2 separate regions of the Rattus norvegicus genome follow, and region 2 is linked to region 1. The links are chromatin contacts, called in public Hi-C maps. All regions are on one chromosome and are shown on one strand. Each heading gives the region's core, a stretch centred on a gene start, on an enhancer-like site or on the middle of the called end of the contact. The rest is flanking DNA. Distances are from core to core; before and after follow the strand shown.

The links. Hi-C and Micro-C count contacts between places; a contact is called where the count stands out from the background.
Region 2: a contact with region 1 is called in a Hi-C map of the A7r5 cell line, with 2.5 times the contacts expected there. The contact joins the promoter of Tln2 here to the enhancer-like site in region 1. A contact is called at or near these places in 6 of 12 Hi-C or Micro-C datasets (the A7r5 cell line, hepatocytes, kidney and 3 more).

What each region holds. Positions count from the first base shown.
Region 1 is chr8:77,017,115-77,022,666 of GRCr8, reverse strand. All of the region lies in intron 2 of Tln2 (talin 2), which reads left to right. Among named protein-coding and RNA genes, the nearest start is that of Tln2, 110 kb to the left of the region's middle. Within about 2 kb of position 2,491, at least 3 of the 93 cell types and tissues checked have an H3K27ac peak or open chromatin away from gene starts, as enhancers often do.
Region 2 is chr8:77,129,834-77,135,385 of GRCr8, reverse strand. It overlaps Tln2 (talin 2), which reads left to right and starts at 2,025. Exons shown (of 59, transcript NM_001419941.1): 1 at 2,025-2,199.

The sequences.
Region 1 (5,552 bases), core at 1,242-3,741:
GTTGAACGGAGGATAAACCAGACTTAGCAGTAAGAGCGCTTGTATCTCATCTGAGGACCCACGGGAGGCAGCTTACAAATGCCTATAACTCCAGCTCCTAGGGATCCCATGTCCCCTGGCTTCGGTGGGCACCCTGCTAGATACACCCCCACACTTCCAAACCTCTGCTCCTGAGGAGGGGTCAGTACCGATGAAGTAAGGAAATGGTGGTCTTTTGCTTGCTTTGGTTTGTGTCTTTGAGACAGATGTGCTGTGTAGCTCAGGCTGGCCCACAGCTCAAGGAGACAGCCCCATCTCATCCTCCCCAGCACTGAGATTATAGCTCTGTGCTACCACACCCGTCTGTTTTCTTGTTTTTTTTTTGCTAGTTTAGTTTTTGAGTGTCACCCCACATCTCTTCTTTGTTGAGTAATAACATTAGAAAGCAAAACCCCAGACTTGATTCTGGCTTCTTCTGAAATAGGTTGGCTCTCCCACTCTGTCTGCCCCTCCTTCTCTTACCTCACAAGTTCGTCACACTATAGCCCAGTGCCTCTCACCATTCCCAATGCTGTGACCCTTTGACACAGTTCCTCACGGTGTGATGACCCCAGACCATAAAGTTACTTTCATTGCTATTTCAAACTGTGATTTTGCTACTGTTATGAATCATAATGTAAACGTCTGTGTTTCTCGAAGGTCTTAGATGACCCCTGTGAAAGGGTCATTGACCCCCAAAGGTGTGTTGATTGTGGAGAGCCCCGGCCTTAGCCGATGCATTATGCTCATCCTCACACAGAAATCCTTTTTAATCAAGCTTAATTGTAATAAGCACAGAATCTTCCTGCTAACATATCTTCTTCTGGAGTTCCTGCCTGGATCCAGTTTCTATCCCCTGGAAGCCATTTGTCCCCCAGTTGGTGTTGGGAATGGAGGACAGAACCCTATCATCTGATTGGTGGCCCCAGACTTGAGTTCTTAAAATTCTTAGAATTGCACTGCAGGGTCTGAGTGCTTTGTATACAGACAGTTGGATGTTTGTGAAATGTGGTCAGTCTTCCCTTCTCTCCTATCCTATTCTTGATTCATTTGTGTCTATGCAGGGACCAAACTAAAGAGATCATATTCAGTGTGGTGGAAGGGTCAAAGAAGGTCTCCATGGCTTATTCTGTAACCGTCTGGGTCTGCCATGTCTCTCTGTAGGTGAGGAGTGGGGATGAAGGGGTGGCTGACTTTCAGGTAACTTGAACTTGGCATACTCCATACCTTGAAGCTCATCACATGATGACAAAGTCAGTGTCCCATCTAGGATGGTGGTGCAGTCACTATTTTCATGAGATAGATGCCTAGTAAGCATTGGCTTTTTCAGTTCTGAGCAAGAACCATGAAGATCTGCCCCTGATGGGATGTGCGTGGTGGAAATGGCTATTCATTCCTGAGATGCAGTCTCTTGTTTCCTTTTCTAAAGCGCAGCGCACAAACCCAGCTAAGTAGGCTGTCCCAAGAGGAAGGCACCTTCCTGTCCTTTCTTTGTATGTGTGTGCCGTTTGTATGTGGTAGGAATGTGTGTCCAGGCCTTCGTGCCAGGCTTTTCCCATTTCTATTGAAACCTGAGTGCACTGGGGAAGAGTGCAGACTCCCATGGTCCTGCAGCTAGAAAGGGAAGGCTCAGCAGATGTTTATTGAGCAAGTGCCTAAGGGCAAAAGCCAGCGTTTGCATACCGGCCTCAGAGCTCCAGAAACTGCTCTTTACCTAGTAAAGATGAGAGCCCTCCTTTCAGAAGACCCTTTGGCATGTTCTTGGAACATTGCTATGAGCGAAAGTACACCCTCCCCCCAGGATGGGGAATCCTACACTGCCAACGCGTTGGAATCAAGCACTACTCTCAAGTGACCTTCCCCGGGGCCTCAACACTTTGACAGTGGAAAGCAGACGTTGCAGTTATAAATAACCACTTGAGTTGAAAGTCACACAGGAGGGCCCCAGTTAAAGCAGCCGATTCCTGCTACAGACTATAAGACACAGCTTTTCAAAAAATCTTGCAGGAGGATCGTGGTGCTCAAGTGGGTCTTAATCTTCCTAGAATTTGTGAAGGAAGTACACAGCCTACCTCCGGCATCCCTCCCCACACTGCCTTTTTAAAGCTTGTGTTTGCATTCATCTTCTTAACATGTGTGAATCGGACAGTGTTTAGTTATTTAGTAATGGGAGATTATTAAATATGTCTGCTTCTTGACTTAAAGATAATTGCTAATCTGCAATGGACAGACATAACATTTAAAGGGGTAGCTGAAACAGTTTGGTCCAGAATGTTGCAGACACTGATCTGGGAGTTGGTATGAAACAACGGAACAATAAGGATAGAGTATGTGTGTGAGTGTGTGTGTGTGTCTGTGTGTCTATGTGTATATGTAGCATACACGTTAAGATCAGAGAGCAACTTGCACAGCTTAGTTTTCTCGCTCTGCCATGTAGGACTCAGGGCTCAGGCTCATGTTGAAAGACTTATTGGCAAATGCCTTTACTTATTGTGCCGTTCCACCAGCTCAGATTGCATTTTTTTTTTGACATGTTCATGTCTGTATATGTGAGTGCCACCATGTGTGGTGTGTATGTAAGTGTGAGTGTGTGTGTGTGTGTGGTGTGTGGACATGTGTTAGAGGTGGAGGAGGGGCCTGGAGGTCCTGTTTTACTGTTCCTTTGCCTTATTCCCTTAAGTCAGAGTCTTGAACTGGAGTTAGGTCGGCAGTCAGCCGGCATATCGTCTGTCCACGTGCTCCATGTGCTCCTTCACCCCCCAGCATGGGAGTTATAGGCACATTCATCTATGCTAGCTTTTTATGTGGATCCTGGGAATCTGAACTGAGGCCCTTATGCTGGCAGGACATTTCCTCTGACACACTAAGGCCATCTCCCTAGTTCCAGGGAAATGAAAACAAATCAGCTTATTTTTATTTTATGCGTATGGGTGTTCTGCCTGCATGAATATTTGTGCCATGTGTGTACGATGTCTGTGCCGGCCAGAAGAGGCAGTTAGGTTCCTGGGACTGGAGTTCCAGATAGCTGTGAGTTGCTGTGTGGTGCTGAGAACGGAACCCAGGTCCTCTGGAAGAGTACTAGTGCTCTTAACAGCTGAAACATTTCTCTAGTCCTAGGATTTTATAAAGATAAGTGTATTTAGAGGCTAGCTTTTAACTGGAAGATGTTATCCCTGTTAGTTTTTAGTTGTTGAATGTTTTCAATGAAATAATGGTTTGGGGTTGTTTTCTTCAGCTTGTATAAATAAGGACCATGTAAACTGTATTTGTTGAAGAGTGAGGTTTGCCATTTTGAATATTAGAGTCTAGGGGTTGGAGATTTAGCTCAGTGGTAGAGTGCTTGTCTAGCAGCCGCAAGGCCCTGGGTTTGGACCCCAGCTCCGAAAAAAAAAAAAAAAAAAAAAGAATATTAGAGTCTGCTAATGCCCCATCCAGCTGATGCCTGAGTTACCCTCCTCCCCCTGTCAAGCTGCTGGTCGTCTTTGGTGGTTCTGAATGAGGGAGAATTTTCAAGCACAGAGCAGGCTAGTTCTTGTGAGTCAGAATGCAGGTGAGCAGGAGTAAAATTGGGTGGGCTTTGGGTCAACTGTTTGATGATTTCTGTGGCTAAAGCAGAAATGCCCATGAGTTTTGTGTTAGTGCCCTGAATTAATTGCATGGTAATTAAATGCTAACATGGCTGATCAGAGGAACTGTGTAATTGAAGCATAATAAAATATGGCACGCTTAGTAAGCAATTGAGTTGTCTTCCAGGGATGAAGCAGTACCAGGCAGGGGAGGCACAGCTGTCTTCAACAAGCTGTTCCTGGCACAGCGACGCTCTCTTGTCTTCTAAGAGAAGATATGTGGATGTGTTACTCTAAAGTGAGGGGCCCAAAACTGCACATCACACCTGGAAAGCAGATTTGTAGTTTAATTCAAAGTACTTAGAATGCCTGAGAGCTCAGTCAACCATGAGAATGAATGGAAATCTGCATCTGACTGGATGGGGCTGTGGGGTGTGGGGGTGGGGTGGTAGGGAGCATCTCCAAGAAGAGCAAGAGACATTGGATAAGTGAGCCACTCAAGAATCAGCGGGGGTATCCTCAAAACATGGGGTTCCTAATGTGAAATGTTCTATGTTCTACAGTACTCTGATCACTTCATTTTAATTAATTAATTAATTAATTAATTAATTAATTATTGAGGTAAGATCTCTTTGTATAACTCTGGCTGTCCTGGAACTCAGTATTTTGATCAGGCTGGCCTTAAACTCAGAGATCCACCTGCCTCTGCCTCCCAAGTGCTGGGATTAAAGGCGTGTGCTACTGCTCAGTGTAACACTTTATTTTGATTTGGTCTCCCAGAAGAAGAATAAACAGACAGGGACCAGCACTTTCTTTCCTTGCATAATTTCTTTTTTTTAAAAAAAATGATTTGTTATTTTATATGCACATTTTGCCTGCTTATACGTCTGTATACTACATATATGCTATGCCCATGGAAGCCTGAAAGTGTCAGATCTCTGAAAATTAGAGTTACAGATGATTGTGAGCTGCTGTGTGGTTGAGCTGGGAACTGAACCTGCGTCCTCTGCACGAGCAGCCGGTGCCCTTAACCTTTGAGTCATTTCTCCAGCTCCTAAATAATTTTATACAGGCAGATATTTACATCTTATCATTGGTAAAATGTCAACTTTTTGCATGTTAGGTTTTGCATATATGTATATATTAATATGTATAATTGTATGAGGGAATCTCTCAGAAGATTCCATATGAATTACAGGTCTTAAAATTTCCCACTCACAACCCTTTTAACTCAAGAAATGTAGATGTATAAAAGATACACTATCAAATAGCTTGTTTTATTTTTTATTTGTGTGGTTTTAATGTTTAGTTGGATGGAAGCAGCTTTGCACAATGAGATGGTTGTGTTTACTTTGGTTTCACATAAAGAATTGTTGAATATTTTATGTGTTGGGACCGAGAACATCTTCACTACCTTTTCAGAGTTGCTTGCTATTTTGATTCTATAATCGCCCATACTGAGGATGCTCATTTTCATAAATACCAGGTACAAAATGGCAGAAGTGTGTTTAAAGTATTTTCAGAAATTGCTGGAAGTTTTATCCTAATTCAAAACTGAAATTCACTTAGCACATTTTATAGAACTCAAGTCAGCTACTCAGACAGCAATTTAAAAACCCAAATGCTTTATCATGGGCTCATCCAGAGCAGACCAGTTTGACACACACCAAGGAGTGGTGCTGTGAAAGTATTAGACCTTTATTTGCTGTGTAGGTTCCTGTGGACCTAGAAAGCCTTACATGTACAATAACACACTGAAGTTTACTGCAGGCAGTAGTCTCTGATCTGAACCAGGGAGCTTTTAGCAGTGTACATTGATGTTGGGCGGCGTTGATGGCACCCCTGGTGCAATGTGGGTATGATATGTTCAAAACCAATGTCGTCATGAAGCTACGATGTAACCAAGTGCTGCCAGAGACACCCTGTCCTCATTTTATGTTTGATTTTGAATCATGGTTGGTTACTGTG
Region 2 (5,552 bases), core at 776-3,275, 110 kb before region 1:
TCTTGAACTCCAAAAAAAAAAAAAAAAAAAAAAAAAAGAAAGGTTATTTTCAGGAAACTAAGAGGCAACTTAGCAAGCATCAATTTAATGAGCTTTGTCTTAATCAGGGTTTCTATTCCTGTACAAAACAGCATGACCAAGAAGCAAGTTGGGGAGGAAAGGGTTTATTGAGCTTACACTTCCACATTGCTGTCCATCACCAAAGGAAGTCAGGACTGGAAGTCAAGCAGATCAGGAAGCAGGAGCTGATGCAGGAGCCATGGAGGGATGTTACTTACCGACTTACTTCCCCTGGCTTCCTCAGCTTGCTTTCTTATAGACCACTAGTCCAGGGATGGCACCACCCACAAAGGGCCCTCCCATCCTTGATCACTAATTGAGAAAATGCCTTACAGCTGCATCTCATGGAGGCATTTCCTCAAGGGAGGCTCCTTTCTTTGTGTTAAGTCCAGCTGGTGTCAAGTTGTCACCAAAACCAGCCAGGACAAGCTTCTTACCAGGTCTTAATGAAATCAATAAACATTTGCTTTCAAAATCCATGAGATAGCTTGCCACCTCTATTCTGCTAACCTAGCCAATGCCTAAAAGGATCTGGGAAACAGGAATGTTTATTCATGGGGCAGGGAAAAGTCTGTCCTGAAACTTTTAGGACTGCCTCAAACAGCCCAGTAATTTGTTTTCTGATTGGGGATTCTGATGGATAAAGTGTATTTACTGCAAAGGAAGTAAGTTACAATGTTTTACTCTTAAGACCTTGCTTCTCAACCTTCCTAATGCTGTGACCCTTTAATACAGTTTCTCACGTTTTGGTGACCTCCTTATCCCAATCATAAAATTATTTTTGCTGCTATTTCATACCTGCAATTTTGCCACTGTCTTAAATATCTGATATGTGACCCCTGAGAAAGTCGTTTGACACCCTCCCCTCAGGAGTCTCGTCTAGTTTCTCCATTATGCCAGGCTTGTTCAAGGTCCCAAAGCACTCCTTGAAGATAGTTTCAAGTTACAACGTTGATTCACTCTTGGATGTACAGTGACCACAATTTCAAGCTGAGAGACACTAATGCTGCTATAGTCGCATTTGAGGAGCTGAAGAGATTTGTTCTCTACTTCTTGGGAAGACAAGTCTATCCTGGTCACTCTGTGTCCGGCTGAGGAAAAATAACCATCTAAGCCTTTTCGTATTAATTTTTTAAAATTATAAAAGTTAAAAATAAAACTAGAAGCAAGCAGAAAGAGAAAAAAACCCCACAATTTCACAAACCACTGGAACACAGGGTGAACACCTTGGTTAATTTATTCTATCTGTCCTCTCTGTGTCTCTCTATACATCATAATTTTAAAGGAAACGGACTTTGTGATTTGTTCTCCTGTGTCCTTCACAGTGGCAACTAGGATAATTTTCACTTTGTACCCTGCCATCCCAACATCCCCCAGCACATGTAAATACAGGGGATGCATAAGTGACTTAATTCCAGGGTATGATAGAAAGATACACAAATGAATGAATGTATGTATGAAGCAAGTCACCCATACAGTGGGTCTTGGTGAGGCAGGTCTTTAATCCCTGTACTGAAGGAGGCGGATTAATTTGAGTTTGGGCCCAGCCTGGTCTACCTAGTGTGATGCTGTCTCGAAAAAAAAATTTAGTGCAATAGGCACACCCACTTTGCTGTCCATCTTTCTGGAAGAATGGTTTCCTAAATTCAAATGACTGGCATCCGTTCTGCCACCCTTAGGGCTGGATCCACGCCTGGTAACCTCCAGGACCCAGCCCGTGGTCCAGGAGGGACGCTGAGAAGACTCAGAGGCCTCATGCCAGCAGACGCCTGGTCTCCATGCCGCCTCATCGGTCTTCAGAGCCGGGCCAAGATTCTGGGGCAGTCGGGGGTGTCCTCTGCGCCTCTTGCACGCGGACCCCACCACAGCCCCGCGCGCGCCCCCATCCCGCGCCCGAGGTGCGGACACCCAGGAGCCGGGTGGAGAGCTCCGCCGCGCCGTCCCCCAGTGATGACGCGCTTCCTGCCCTCCCGGCGCTCGCGGGCCGTGCGCTCGCGCTCGCCCTCGGCTCCGGTTCCGCGCCCGGAGCCAGCAGCAGCGGCGGCGGCGGCGGCAGCGGCGGCGGCGGCGCAGCGTGAGCGGAGCTGGCTGCACTCGGGGGCTGGCGCTCCGCAATGAGACAGTAGCTGCATCCCCGCGGTAAGGCGCGGCGCGTGGCGCTGCCCAGCTCTCCAGCCTGCATGCGCGCTGCAGGGATTTTTCAGTGCCTTTTCCCTCCCCTCTCTAGAAGGAATATGTGGGTGGTTTTCTTCTCGGGTTTGCATCTCGTAAGTGATGTCAATGTAGAAAAACCCTGTCAAGCTTCTAGATTTCATTGCCTATCCTAGGTTTTTGGTGTTTGTTTTTCTTCTTTGCAAGAAAAGAAAAATAAATTGCAATGAATGCACCTGTCTATTGCACATGTAGGTTTCGCTGCACTCAAGCCGGGTGCTGGGGTTTGCAAACAGTCTTGCAGCCGGAGTCCGAGAGCTGATCCCTAGCCTTAGGCAGCTGATCCCTTCTCGGGCTCAGTCCTCGGGTTTCCGGTAACGGGGTCGGAAAAGCGGCCGGGTCTGCACCGAGGAGCCCCCTGGACTCGGGCGGTGACCCCGGCGCCGACTGTGTTGGCTGAGAGCAGAGCGGCTTCATTCCAACACTGGCTGCCCCTACTTCAAGCGCCACTTTGCAAACAAGTCTCCCGCCTCGGCTTGTGGAGAAGACACTCCGGGCTGCCTCCTAGCCCCCGACTCTGAGACCTGCGGGTTGCTGGACTCCCCCTTTCCCTGGCTGTCTTGCCCATAACCAGCTGCCGGCCGAGGACCGCTTAGGGATAGCGCGGGGCGGAGAGCGAGGGCAGGGTTTGGACCCAGTGCGGCGGCCTCTAGTCTCCTTCCCCGACCCTCAGGAGCCGAGATTTCGCGCCGGCGGGGATCGGGAGGGATATGGAGCCTGGCTTTTCGGGGCCCAAGGAACGACGTTCAAGGGCGCCATATTTTCAGTGGGTTTTTACAGAGGCTAAGGGGGCGCCCACTTTCCGAAGCCCCCCGGGAAAGCCTGAGCGATTGTCGTTGGGAAAGTTTGCGCGCCGGGGCGAGCTAAAAGGTGGATGTCCCCACAAGGGCGCGCGGACTGCATCGCGTCACCCAGGTCTAGGCTGGGTCTGTGGGGGGTGGGGGAAAGCGGTGCAGGGGACCGATGCACGTGGCTCGCGGGTGTCACAGTGCAGGGGAGTCATAGCACTTGGGGCAGTTTGGCGCTGAGCACACGCCCCTCTTTTCCCCAAGCTACTGCTGCCAGCGCTCCGCCGGAGCTGTGCGCACCGCCTCTCCCTGGCCCGCGCACGTTGCTGAGCGTTTTCTTCAGTAACCCCCAGCCCCCAGCACTGGGGATCGCGGGGTGCTCCACCTGGCGCGGGAGCTCACTCCAGGCTGGAGAGGAAGCGAGTCGGTTCGTAGATGGGCCAAGGGCCTGGCTTATGTGGATCAGCCTGAAGCCTCCTGTCGTCTCCTAGCTTGTGGAAGCGACAGAAGTAGTAGCACTAGCGGCTGTGTGCCGGGTTTTCTCTGGCGCGGGGCTGGTGGAGGAAAGGGGGGCGTTTCCCGAAGTCGGGGCTTCAGGTGACTCGCGAGAGAACTTGTTTTCTTGATGCTGTTGATGGAGCAGAGATGGAAGGAGAGAAGGCAGTGCTAATGAAAACTAAGTACGGGTAATTTCCAGAGAATGGGAAGAGGAGTGAGCTGGTGTTTGGGGTTGTAGGGGGACACAAAGAATAGTAGCATGGTGTCCTGAGGAAGCGCTCCCTGGAACACGTAATTAAGAGCACCGTGGTACGCCTAGTGCCAGTTTTGATTCTGATAGCTCCTGGTCGAGGGAATTACCATTTTCTATGTTCTAGCTCCCGGATGTAGTGACTTTTTAGAAGTGGACCGGTGGGGGAATCTTTACTACATACATAGTGACCACTCCTTTCTTGTGAAGGGGCAGGGCAGAGTGTGTTTGTTAACCTGTGATTGGCTGAGTGCAGGAATGTGTTAGCTTTTCGCCTTGGTGTCTTAATCAAACAGTGTCACAGTGGAGAGGTCTTGTCAGCACTTGGGATCTTCATCATAGGAAGAGATTTTTGGGAAGGACCACAAAAAAAACCTAACGGGTGTGTGTGTCCGGGGAGAGCAGGGACTTTTACGACGGAGGTGTGGCCCCTGACATCAGCAGTTGCCCATGTGCTTCATTACGTGCCACACAAAAAAGTTACCCTTTCAGTTTACAAGGATGTACCTGCTTTGTTCCTCTCCGTGGGGATCTCTGGAGAAAGTTAGAAGGAAGTGTGGCTGTGACCATTGCATGTGATAAGGCCAATACATGTGTGCATGCAGGAATGCTTTTCTCCCTTTTAATGTGAACACTAGAAGAGTGGAAAGGTCCCAGATAGAAGTTGTCCAAAATTAGAATAGCCAGTGTTAGTGGGAATTAGCTGCCCAAAGCTTCCCTTTAAATTATAGTGGCATTTCCAGGCTTAGCTTAAGAGGTGGCACACTGAATCCCAGAAGCGGAGGGTTCTTAGCCACTGTCTACCCCTGCCTTTGTGCCCCCCTTTTTTCATTTTATGTAGGAAATTCTAAGCGATCCTGAGGGTCTCAATTTTGGCTTTGTGTTTCAGACTTTCTGTCTCCCAGGGAGAAGTAAAAAAATTCCAAACTTGATCCTCATGAGTTGTTCAGTACAGTTGTAGGCTATGTGTAGGTCTAAAACTCCACCTTGCCCAGGTTTGTTTGCCAGCATCGTTTCCTAGAGGGCATTTTAAATTTATTTGTTTTTATGTGCATGTGCCTACCGCCTGTGTGCAGAGGCCAGAAGAGGGGCTTGGATCCCATGGTAACTGGAGTTATAGGTGGTTGTGAAGCACAATGTGGATGCTGGGAACCAAGTGTATACCCTCCACAGAAGCTGTAAGAGCCGCTACCCGAGGAACTTGTCTGTACGTGTGCCCCACATAGTTTTGCACAGCTTTTAAATGTGGTGTAATGAAAATTAATTTAAAGGAGCTTTAAAAAAGTTTTTAAAAATCATATTCATGGGGTTGGGGATTTAGCTCAGTGGTAGAGCCCTTGCCTAGCAAGCTCAAGGCCCTGGGTTCAGTCCCCAGCTCTGAAAAAAAAGAAAAGAAAAACAAATCGTTTTCATATATATATATATATATATATATTATGGGTGGGCACAGGTCGGGGAGTGCCACAGGCACCCCCTGCGATTGGCTTTGTGGCGAGTGCCCTTCACCAACCATCTGTGTCTTCTCGTCAGCCCCAGAGATGCTTTCTTTCAGGCCCTCTAATATTTAATCTCGACTGGAATACCTTAAGTTTTATTGGATTTCGTATGCCTCTCTCACCAGGTATGATTAACCAGGCTTTACCATCTCTTGCCTGGTTCTTACTATCGTGATTTCAGGTTGATCAAAGTGCCTGGTTTGTTTTTTCCCCCTAGTGAGACTTTGTAACTTCAAAGGGGGCTAGAGA